Linked DNA regions of Mus musculus: region 1 is linked to region 2. A link is a contact called in public Hi-C data. All regions are on one chromosome and are shown on one strand. Each heading gives the region's core, a stretch centred on a gene start, on an enhancer-like site or on the middle of the called end of the contact. The rest is flanking DNA. Distances are from core to core; before and after follow the strand shown. Region 1 holds the start of Nrn1 (neuritin 1). Region 2 holds the start of Pxdc1 (PX domain containing 1).

Region 1 (6,148 bases), core at 1,306-3,805, 2.1 Mb before region 2:
AACAAAGCCTTCCTGGGCCTAGACTGAAGAATGACCTGTGATTTTTAAAGGTTAGAAATTTCAAAAACAAAAACATCGTTAGCATCTGCTTTCAATTATTCATTCTCCCGGATTATTTATGGACTGTACCTCTGCCAGACTCTTGCTTCACTTTTTTTAAGCCTTGTACCAGGGAAGGGAGGCCAGGAAGTAGAGGGGGCCAGTGTAAAGGGAAGGACCAGCAGGCACCCAGGTGGCAAGGAACAGCGGGTTCAGAATCTACGCAGGCGCGCAGGACTGCAGACGCCTTGAGCGCACGATTCACTCAGCTCCATTTAGTTTTTCAATGCAGCTTCCTCACACCTGAAGCCTCTGGTTTTAAGTGAGAAGGGATGTAGTAGGGAAGATCCCATGGCACCCACTGAAAATGTTCTAGAAGGTCCCGATGCGTGAGCGGGAGAAGGCAAGGACGTTGAGGGTACGAAATGTAAATTCCCGGGTACTCAGGCTCTGAGACTTTGGAGCGGAGACAGGAGGACTCGGCTCAGAGCCACGGACGTGGGTGGAAGATGGGGAAACCGGTGGCCCTGTGCGTGGAACCCTGAAGGGACAAGGGAGTATGGGGGAAGAGCTTCCAACCTTGAGGTCCCGCCCCTTGCCAGCCCCTTCTCTACCATTGGAGAGCATTGGGGGAGGGTCCGAGGGACGCCCCCCCCCCCACTCGCCACCCTTCTCGCCCCGCCTCCTTCCCGCCCACCTTTTCTGCTTTTCTGGGAGCCTCTGAACACTGGGGCAGGAAACTCCTGGCCCCGCCACTGGGCCCCTGGACACCGGGAAAGCGCGCCCCCGCTACCCCGCCCACCCACCACTGACATCACCAGGGGCAGGGACGTGGCTCCGCCCCTACAGCCGTGGCAGCTTGCCCTGGTTCTGCAGTTCTGCAGGGCTGCAAGCTTGGGTCCCCTCGGTGCGCGCTTTTCAGCTTCTAGTTGCCTCAAGACCCTCGCGGTCCTACTCAGTCCCTCCACCGCCCGTCACCTGACCCCAGTTTTGCACCCTTTTCTCCCTTTCTCCGTCTGTGTGCACAGATGGCTGACTGTGTGGGCTCCCAGTGCAGGGGCTTCGAAAGGCAAATTAAACGGAAGCCCGGTCTCCCTAATCCCCTTTCATTTCTGCCACTAACCTAGCCTTACGCGGTCGCCCTGCAGTCTTATAAAATATGAAGGCTCTTTTATTTTTCTCCTTTCGCATATCTCTTCATTGGCTCAAGTAATACAGTTAGCCAATGCGGCCATCAACATTTGATTAAAGACGCTAGAATTCAGACTGGGAAAGAGGGTGTGGTGCATTGCAGAAAAGGAGAAAAAAAATCAAAACTTAATTTCATTTAAGAAGTAGCCCTGATTATTTTTCCATCTTACACGATCCACTACAGGACCTTGCACGAACGCAGCTGAAGAGATATTTCTTTACTGCAGTCAGTGCTGGATCATCAAAAAATAAAATAAAGAGCGCAGGTGTGTGTGGGTCTGGGTGTGTACGTGATGGACGTGGGTGCGTGTATCAACATGTCAGTGTGACCCTACAGATGACTTCAGGAGGCCCCAGAAAGGAGTTGTACACCAGAGCTTGCCTTGGAAATTTCCTAAAGCGCGAAGAGTTTGTAAACCACAAGAAACCGAAATTTACCCTAGCCTAGGCTTCTTGCCCGACAGCCTTTCCAACCCCCTAAAATAGGTGTCTCTATGCCTGGTATAGATGCCCCTCGGTGGGTGAGCGTCGCGAATAGTGACATTCACAAGAGGGCACGCAGAGTCTATTTCTGGGGGCCCCCATGCGAGCCGAACGAACCCCCGGGGCCTGGGTGTGTACGCGCGCTCGCGTGCGGAGTGTGCGGGCGAGCTCGGGGGCGCTCCCGGGCGTGCGCTTTTGTGAGTGTGTGCGTGTGCTGGGGGGCCGGGTTATGTGCTCACGCGCTCTAGGCTGCGCCTAGAGCTCAACTGTGGGGCTGGAGAGAAAACTAGGGTAGGCAAGTGAGGGGGTCTGCACCCCACTGAGGGCGAGAGAAGGGTGATTCGGACCGGAGGAGTCTCTCCCCTCTGTCCTCCCTGGGCCCAAAGCTCCCCAAACCTCTCTGCAGGGTTGGAAGTGTCTGGGTTCGTTGTGGCGCCAGTGAAGGAGGGAGCAGGTTGAACAATCGAGTGGGCGCACCAGGACTCCCCGTCTCCGGGGCGGGGAGAGGAGAGGGAGCCCCGATTCTGCGCAGGGAGGGGGCGGGGCTGGGGGCCCCTGGAACGAGGAGGCGGGGGTGGCCACTGGGATGAAAATCAGTCACTACAGAGAGGCGAGATTTCGTTGAGATCGCACATTAATTGGAGATATCTGATTAATTCCAGAGTCTTATGACTATAAATGGTGATTCTCTACCAAGGTGTCTATATTATAAAAAAAAAAAAAAATCAATCCGTGTCATCCCCCACGTCAGGCCTGCTCGTGGGCGTGAGGCTGTACTTCCTCCGCCCCCTCCTAATGGAGTGAACCATTCCCAGCTCTCCCCCCCCCCCCCCAGCCTCTCACTCTCTCACTCTCTTTCTGTCTCTTCCTCGCTCCCTCTCTTTCTCTCCTCCCTCTGCCTTCCCAGTGCATAAAGTCTCTGTCGCTCCCGGAACTTGTTGGCAATGCCTATTTTTCAGCTTTCCCCCGCGTTCTCTAAACTAACTATTTAAAGGTCTGCGGTCGCAAATGGTTTGACTAAACGTAGGATGGGACTTAAGTTGAACGGCAGATATATTTCACTGATCCTCGCGGTGCAAATAGGTAAGTGGCCGCCCGGTACGGCTTGGTAGGCGACCGGAGATTGCCTACCCCAGAGGCGCCTAAGGGGACTTGCTGGCCAGGGTCTGCCGCTGGTTGCAGAAAACCCTGCAGACTCCCTGAGTCGGGGCATTAGCTCTTGGGGACTCTGGAAGGAGTTCTGGTTTGGTTTTCCTAAAGAAAGTGATTTCTTTTGCAGGGAAGTGTGTGTGTGTGACCGGCTGTTTTCCAAGGGGGGTTCTCCCTTTTCTCCAAAGCGCACATCCATTTTTTTCCTCCCTCTTTGGGGTTAAAACAGGATCTGAGCGCTCGTAGCATTTGTCCCCTGTTATACTGCAAGATACTATCTTGAGGGGTCAAAAGGTAAAGGGAGGAATAAGATGCCTAGGTAGCTAGGGCTGAAAAGTTTATATGCAGAAAGCAAAGATATTCTAAGGCTGCCCTCAAACTGCAGCATTTAGAACTTTGTCCTTCCTCCGCCCCTCCCCCTAGATCTTAGCTGCAGCGTTTGCTCCGGGCACCGCAGACTACTCCGAGAAGGATAAATCAACCAAATATTCACTGATATACTTTTTCAGGGTCATGTGTGTCTGTGATTTTTGGCAGATTAGCATCTCTATTATTTTTATACAGGAAAGTGGTTTAACGTGTTCGCATTTTGTCTTTTCGTGGGTTTGTAATTTTTGTTTGTGGCGGTTTATTGGATGGATTTATTTAGCCCCCCCCCCCATTTCATGTTAAGGAATGTGAGTCTCAGCTACACTGTTGGGAGGCTTTTTTAAAGTTTATATTTTTCCATCCAAAATGCAAATGTTTTAAGTACTAGTGAATCCGCTTATGTGATACTGGATGGAAACATTAATTAATGTAACTGAAAAGGGAAATTAAAGCAGCTTATTAATAGAATGGACAAAAGGAAAAAAATAGAAAGTCTCCCAGTGGTTATTCTGCAGATGGAGAAAACTGTTCGTGCCAGGCTGGAGCGTTCTTTACAGACAAATCCTTGCAGCATTTCAGGGGTGCGTCAGGGAATTTGTGTGGGACAAGAGAAGAAATACTTAACATTTTTTCTTCATAAGAAATATAGAGAAATTGGGGCTTTCGGAGCATTAAAACTGATTCTTTCTATGGGGTCCATATGCATTTGCCATATTCTTGAGAATTTGTTTGGGGGATTTTTTTGGTTGTTTATTTGTTTATTGTTTTGCAGAAACTGGGATTTTTGCAAAGCAAGGAGCATGCACCGGGATGTTGCCTTTTCCTTTAATTTTAGGAGATGACTTAATGCTTTGCATCTGGTGGTTTTGTGCCTTTGACATTAGTTCAAAGAGCTGCAACCATCCTAGGACATAGATCCCAAGGGCAGCAAATGCTGTAAGTGTTAGAAATAAGTGAGTGTGGCATTTTGCAGTTAGACGACTAATGTTCATAGATTAAGAAACAGCTAATGTTTTAAGATAGGGACTTCACCTGGAGGATGTTTGGGGACTCTGTTTTCCTAGTAGATGAGAATAGAAATAATGAAACAGTAATTTCAGGAGAGATGCATTTGATGAACCTCAGCCTGAAGATGACCAAAATTTTCATAGTGGAATTAAAATGTATGTTCCTAAATATCTACCTTTCTCCCCCGCCCCCCATTGGAGCCTCAGTCTTTATTAATTCATGGATAGAAGCTGTCCCAAATTACTGACATTTGGCAAGAAGCGTGGGGGTTGGGGAGGGGCGGGGAAGTAGAGGATGGAGAACGAATGAGGAAGTTTGGGATGAATGAGAGAGGTCCAAGAAATGAATGAGAACATGGAAACCGCACTGGATGGGGATGCAGAGGAGACAGGCCGGCTGCCTGTCTCGGGGTTACAGAAACCGGGTTCAGAAAGGACTGGGAACTCGACCGATGTGTGGTGCCTGCACCCTCTGTCCCGCGCACTGCTTCCGGCTTTCCAGTGCAAGAGCTCTAGAAGCCACAATTTCTAGACACAGAACTGTTCCCGAATTCGTATTTTACACACGCTCACACACATGCGCCCTGCGGGGTCTGCTCCAGCAACGCCTGGAAAAAAAATAAAGTGACAGGAAAGCTTCCCGCCTCCAGAAAGCCCCAAGCCCTCTTTTAAAATCCAACGCTGATTTTGGGGGAAGGGGGAGGAGCAATGAGTGAGGAAGGGCCTGCGGCCAGAGAGGCTAGGTTGCATTTTGTTTTCTTCTCGCAAAGGCATGTTTGTAACATACATTATAGAGGAAGCTTAATGCGATTTCTTTCATCGTGGCCGAGCTACAGTAGAACAACGATTTATGTATTCATAAGACACGGTGTCGGTGTTTAAATTTTGCTTTTATTATAGTGCCAAGGGTTTTTTTCTTCTTTTTAAAATCGGCGTGAAATCGGTATAGGTCTATGGAAGGTTGTGTGTTTGCCCCAGCTAAGGTGGAAGTTAACCTCGCTCCCTTCCGCAGAGCTTCCCGTTCCGGATTAGAAAGCACTAGTCCCGCCTAGCTCTTCCTGCTGCAATCTGCCAAGCGCAGCTCTCGGCTGTCTGCAGCTGACTGGGTCACCTTCCCGCGAGTCTGCAGTAGCTTGATGTTCAGAGACAGGTAGACTGAGACTGAGGGTGCTAGGTGATCTATCCTTCTGGGAGTTTTCACCCCGGGATGGACGCAGAAGAGGCCAGAGCTCAGACCCCCTAGAGCCCATGGCCCACTTCCATTTTGGAATTCACCGTCTCCCCTTCCCCGCCCTTACAGCGGTGATTTGCGCCTCTCTCTAGCCCTTCGGGTACCCTGGGATTTTTGTTAGCCACTAGATGGGAAGAAATGGAGTTTAAGTTGCGCTGGCCTTCCCGGAACCTAGCAGCTCTTAAATTCACCGCCTCCGAGTTTGGTTGGTTTGAGTATGGAAGCTAAGACCTCAGTGTGGCCTGAAATTTTTTCTTCTCTCCCCCACCACCTCTGCCACAGATTGTGCCATCTCCAGCCCCCACCCCATCCCTGTCCGAGCCAAAGTTCTAGGCCGCAGCTTGCTGGGCCCCTAGCAGCCTGGCTGCAGCCTTGAGAAGAAAGGTCTGACCTAGCTGTTTCCAGAGATATAAAAGGGGTGTGCAAAGGTGAGAGATGCAGAGAAGCAAAGAGAAAACAGGGCGCGCGCGCACACGCGCGGGAACACACACACACACACACACACACACACACACACACACACACACAGCTACTGAGACCAATCCTCATCCCAACTAGGTCTCTTGACATTTATTGCCCTTCTTTAGAGGTGCAGAGGAAGTATTCACCTAAGAGTTTCACAAAGAAGAGACTCCGAGCTGGGCAATCAGAATAAAAATAACAGTAATAATAATAATAA
Region 2 (5,982 bases), core at 2,412-4,911:
CTTCTGCTCCAGCTATGAATGCTGGGAAGATGGGCTAGAGAGGTGGGTAGGTGGGATGACAAAAGCTGGCTCTACAGGATCCCAGGTTTCCCTGGGGCAACAGCTCATCCTCACTCCCTGGTCTGGGTTGAGGACCCAGGCTTATTTTGTACCTTGGTTTGGGCCTAGGTCGCTGCTCTGGAGGTCCCTCCCCTGGCTTCCTCCTCTGTCAAGGATTAACAACCTTCCCTGAGCCCTTGGGCTTCTGAACCTCATACCTGTCGATCCCTGAAACCGCTTCACAACTCTGAGGTCCCTGCTTTTTATACAGTCTATTGCCAAATATATGGGCCACTCAGAGTTATCTGGGGAAAAAGCTCTCAATCTTTGTATTTTCTTTCTCTTCACTCTGAAAGAAAGGGGAGAAAGGAAAAAAATGAAGAAAAATACAAATAAATAAATAAAAGTAAGAAAATCACAGAAGAAATTCAACTGAATATCCAAGCACCCCTCCCAAAATACAGGCTTTGAATTCCACGCAGTCTTTTGTATACTCCTGCTATTTATTCCTATGGATGGAATTGAAGTATCTGGTTCCCAAAGCTCTTACCTGTGAGCAAAGTTCCACCTTGGATACAAGTCGGTAACTGTAAACCTGGCTGGGCTGTGGAGCAGGTGACCCGGAGAGCTCCTGTTGGCTCTCCACTTTCACATTCTATTATGTAGCTCCCAGCACTGAATCAGCCAAATAAGCTTGACTTATAACCCGAAACCACCCATGTCTTGTGTATCTGTTACTGACATTTATGTAACACAGGCCCTCAAAGGTGTTTGCAACCCTGCACAGCACTGGAGAGCTTTTGAATTCTTGCTTTAAAGTCCCAACTTAATTTGAGATGCTGTTCAAAAAGTTCCAGATTTTGACTCTTTTTTTTTTTTTTTTTTTTTTTTTGGACTTCAGATTAGGCGTGGTCAGCCTGGTACTGTTTAGATCCATATCAGAAAACACCTTTGGTCCCAAGCATTGCCTAGTGCCAATAACTACAGCTCCTATGATTGAGGGGAACAACAACCGTGTCATGTCCAGAAGTCAGCATACCATGGCTCCTCCCCACCCACCGACATACACACTTTCTGCTCCCTGATCTATGATGTTCTCTGAGCCTTAGATAGGGGGTGGGGGTGGGGAATTAATGCCAATGACTCATCAACAGCTGAACACTCACAGCTACTTATATTTGACACTTAGACCAGTTATAAGTCTACAACATCAACCGTTACTCCCTGCAAAAAGAGACTTCTCTAACTAACGTTGAGAGCAATGTGGGAATCCACAGGTATGACAATTTGACTACACGACCCCCTTTAGTGATATAATTATCACCTTTCCCAGGGTCTGTCTTCTCCCCAGTAATGGGCTTTTGACCAGGTTTCTATACCAGTCATGAAATCCCAACAGTAGTGCAGGCCTCACATGCTCTACTACCCAGGAAACCACTATTGTACTGATGGGCACATCTTGGCAGGTAGGTCATACTTCAGCAGTCAGAGCTGGAATTAATTCATGTTTGCAGCCATATGGTTGAGCTCTGTGCTTACATGCCAGGAGTTTACCCACTCCCCTCTGTATGAGCATCTATGCACTGGCAAACAGTAACCACACGTCTCTTAGCATGCACACGTACTAGTACTTTCTAGAATTGGGAAACACACTCCCTGGAGGAATTATTGGGCCATAAGTTATACATATTTTTAGTTTTATCCAAGTCCTGCTAGCTGCCTACCAAGGGCTTGTTTCAATGGAAACATCATTATCAATATCTAAAAGTCCACACTTCCCTTAGAAGCAAACACTTTTGCTCCTGTCAAGTTCATCCAATTTTCAAAGTTTAGGTCTCAAATGTTTCGGGGAATGCACATATTCCAGAAATTATTCTACTTATTCATCAAGTGGGAAAATTTAAGATATGAAAAAAAGATGATTCAAAGACCATTTCAGAGTGGCACATGCCTCCAAACTCAGCACTCCAGAGACTAAGGCAGAAGGATCAGTGGTTTGAGTCAGCCTGGGCTACAAAGTGAGATCTTATATCACAGAGAATAGGGACTTGGTGTTTATTCTTGTTCTGAGGTGTGTGTGTGTGTGTGTGTGTGTGTGTGTGTGTGTTAACCTGGAAAGCACTGTGGTATCCCAGGTTGGCCTCCAGCTTTAAAAGGTCTTCCTGTCCCTGCCTGGGCTACTTGAATTACATACGTGAGGCACTCCAGACCCCTATCATCTTTTTTTTTTAAAGTAGTAAAATGAAGTTTCTAGGCTGTATAGAAAAGTGATTAATGAATGATCTAAGCGGCATAAAAGATAGCGTGTTCTAACCAGTGACTTCCCAACAGTGACTGCTTTTACTCTGCCATCTCGTTTTACTTCCAGATCTCTTGAAGCAACTTCTATTAATAAGAAAACACTTTCTTCAGCGCCCAGGAATGACAGACTCAAAGTGGTGGCTAGCCTCACAGAGCTAGGCCACTCGAGCAGCAGCGAACTGAACTGGAGACTTGGTTGTTCCCACCCAGCAAACTCTACCCTAAAGATGGGGTGCTTAAAAAAGTGTATTTCTGGGGGGTCCTGGGGATGATGCTGTGATAGGAGACAGCTTCAGAAGGGACATGGCTCCAGGCAGTAGTGGGGATTGGCATAGGCGTGCCTGAGCAGAACTTTTTGGTAAATAGGAGGACTGATTTCTGCAGTGACACGAGCGATCTAAGTACCCGCCCCCTGCCGGGGATGACCGGTCAACGGAAATCAGGGTCAGTGAGGTCCAGAGAAGGAATACCTGTTGCCTAACGTCTTTGTTCACTGACTATTTAGAAGCGTATAAAAAGCATAGTCTTTCTCCCAGGTTGTAGGTAGAAGAATGTCTGGAACCAAGCTACAATTCTTAATGCTAGACACTGTTTTTCAATTGGGAGCCATGCGGTACATTCCTTCTCTGTGGGTCGTTCTGCCAAGGGGGACTTCCTAAGCTCCTCCTGAGTTGCTCTCTCCGGGGAGACCCCGGTCTCCTACAATTCTGTCCCATATTCTTTTGGCGGACAACCCTCCTGGGGATCCTCTTCTAAGAACCACACGGTCTTGCCTTCTGGTCTGTCTGTCCCGCCTCGTCCCGGGCCTCCGTCAAGCTAAGGCACGACCGGAATGCGCGGGAGGACCCGGGGCGGAGTCGCCGGTAACCGATGGGACACGGGGCGGGTCAGCCCGAGTCCCGGCCCAGACCAGGCGAGTCAAGGGCGGCGCGGGGACCAGCACCAGTCCCTCTGCCCGGATTCCCGCTTGGTCTGAGCCCGCGTCCCCGCCCCATGCGGCGCCGCCCCGGGACTCTGGACTCCAGCGACGTGTCGATCCCACCCCCGTGTGGGCCTGGCAGAGTGCTCAACTCGGGGCTGGAGAATCCCGAGGATCCAGAGTGGGAACGAGGAGAAAGTCGCCTTGCGCGCGGGGAGAGCGCAGGACCAGCCTCGCCTAGCAGTTGGCAGACCAGGGAGGAGGCGATTTGCGTGCAGCTCTGGGCCGGGACCGCCCGCGGCGGGTCAGCGGGAGGCAGGAGGGAGGCGCCGCAGCCGGGACTCGACGTCGCCGCCCGCGATGGGAAGTGCCTTATAAAGCCGCAGCCCGTTCAGTCCCACAGACTCCTGGCGGCGCCGCCCTGAGCGCGCGGGCCACACGTAGCCGCCCCAGAGTGAGCGCAGAGCTGCGGCGTATTCGCGGGGCACCAACTTCTCCCCCACGGGGACTCTTAACCGCCGTTGCGGGAATCGAGCGCGTCCCACGGAGAACCCCTGATCGCCCCTGCCAGGACTCACTCTGCCCAGGCGGACCCCAGGCGGGGGCCGAGGGCGCCCCCGGCGGCAGGGGCATGCGCCGCCCGCGGCATGGCCTCGGCGGTGTTTGAGGGCACGTCGCTCGTGAACATGTTCGTGCGCGGTTGCTGGGTGAACGGGATCCGCAGGCTCATCGTCAGCAGGCGCGGCGATGAGGAGGAGTTCTTCGAAATCCGCACCGAGTGGTCGGACCGCAGCGTGCTCTACCTGCACCGCAGCTTCGCCGACCTGGGCCGCCTGTGCAAGCGCCTCCGCGATGCCTTCCCCGAGGACCGGTCTGAGCTGGCGCGCACGCCGCTGCGGCAAGGTGCGGGGCTGCGGGACTGGGGGCACCGGGGGATGCGGGGAGATGCGGTTTTCGGGAGGGGCTTTGTGGGGGAGGAACTTAGTGAGGAGCTCATCCAAGTGCGATGAAGTCCGCGGGAAGAGTTACTTAAAACTCTACTATTCGGCACCTGACGGAGGACATCCTAGACCCCGGCTTTCCTGAATGGTCGTTCAGAAAGGGCTGGGAACCGGCACGGAGTCTGGGGCGCACACTCTTGGAGGATAAATGAGATGGCTGGGGAAAGGGACAAGGTCAGCAGGACTCTCGCCTGACTGTCCCAAAGAACGAGCCTCTAGTGAAGAAGCGGAGGCGACATCCAGAGCTGACAGCTACTGGGTCCCAGCTGCTGTGGAGAACCAGTAGAGGCTGGAATGGGTTTGCTGGAAAGGGTAGAGACCGTTATAGAGTATCGAAACTGGGGTGATCGCAGCAGGTATGATCGCTGCTCAGGTCCTGCCCAGTAGAGGCCCCATCTGTATTCTGCCCCGGGGACAGCTGAGCCTGAAAGCGAGGTGCCACGCAGCAATCTTTTCCACCTCTCCTAGGAGGAGGCCGCCCCGCCTGGATCTGTCCGGCCAACCCAGGGTCCCCACCCCTGAGCCGGGTCCGCATTCGGATTTGATTAGCCATGGCCGCCTCCTCTCAGGCCGTGTGACGGTCCTGGTTGGCTGTGACTGTTGTTTTTCTCAAACAGCAGTGGCTTCCCCTTTGCTTCCTAAGGACAGCAAAAGGACTGGAAGAGTGGAGGAAACTGGAGAGAGACCTTGATAGAGACGGGGGAGGGGGGAAGAATAAAATGTGAGGCAAAGAGCCGGGTAAGCGGTAGGGCAGGAGGGATCAATATAGCTTCTGAGCAGACTTCCCCCCAGTACGTGGCCTCCCGGGGCTCTGAGACCCTTGGACCCAAGTCCTCAAAGCAGTCATCCTGTGACAGCTTGGGGCAAAGTTACTCAAGGTTAGCCAGTACGCATTTCCTTGGCCGCCTGTCTGGCTAAGGTCTTGAGATAACCTCCGTTTCCCTCTGGTGATAGGTTCCACCAATGTGTGGCTTATGTGGATAATTAGCTCCATTCTCATGACACATCCCCTGGCAGACACATCATTTGGACAGGTTCCCAAAAGCAAGTGAGTGTGGAGGCCCGGAGTGACAAGCCTGGTTTAGATCTCCATCCCAGCCGCTCCCAGTGGCTGAGCAACGTTGTCAAGATTAGGCCTGTTTTTATTGCTTTAAATTCGCTCTTTGTTGTAGTTTTAATTTAACAAATGAATGTCTGAGTCAGGAAAGCATCAGGAAGGGTCGCTGGTTTACTCAGTGGCTTCTTCTGGAATAAGGCTGTCCATAAACAAGTTGAACTTTCTGGCTCTCCCTCTGAGCAGTTCCCAGAGCTCTGCTGTGACCACAGACTAGAATCATCTATGAGAATACCTGTTGCCTGTGGGGTTTTGTGAGGGGTGAACCGCCAGGCTGTATCTGGTGACAATAAGCGTCTGTAAAGGACACTTGTTTACTACTGGTGCCTTCTGGCCAGGGGCGCTGGTTGCAGAGAGTGCGGGAAGGGATGTGACTTCAGGGTGGAGTCACAGGCGAAAAGGCCTTCCCTGAAGCAGAAGGGAGGAAACCATCTTACCCTTGTTCACCTGGCCTCGTTTGCATGTATGCAACCATCTGGAGTCACAGGCCCTGCAGTGTAGCTGCACATTCTCCAGAGTAAAGGAAGTATTTAGAAGTGATGAGAAGTGGGTGACTATCATGGAGGAAACCAAGGGCTATGAGAGCTGCCTTCAAGTATCTGAAGGGT

What was found. Hi-C and Micro-C count contacts between places; a contact is called where the count stands out from the background.
Region 1: a Hi-C map of embryonic stem cells shows a contact between it and region 2, with 5 times the contacts expected there. The contact joins the promoter of Nrn1 here to the promoter of Pxdc1 in region 2. A contact is called at or near these places in 2 of 39 promoter capture datasets (both in embryonic stem cells), 5 of 484 Hi-C or Micro-C datasets (all in embryonic stem cells) and 1 of 9 other capture datasets (embryonic stem cells).

The regions. Positions count from the first base shown.
Region 1 is chr13:36,730,884-36,737,031 of GRCm38.p6, reverse strand. Nrn1 (neuritin 1) reads left to right here and starts at 2,555. Exons shown (of 3, transcript NM_153529.2): 1 at 2,555-2,796. The coding sequence starts at 2,742. Gm30177 (a long non-coding RNA gene) reads right to left here. Exons shown (of 2, transcript XR_382190.4): 2 at 5,110-6,148.
Region 2 is chr13:34,650,360-34,656,341 of GRCm38.p6, reverse strand. Pxdc1 (PX domain containing 1) reads left to right here and starts at 3,661. Exons shown (of 5, transcript NM_025831.3): 1 at 3,661-4,162. The coding sequence starts at 3,907. Gm15908 (predicted gene 15908) reads right to left here and starts at 3,419. Exons shown (of 4, transcript NR_105041.1): 1 at 3,114-3,419; 2 at 258-388.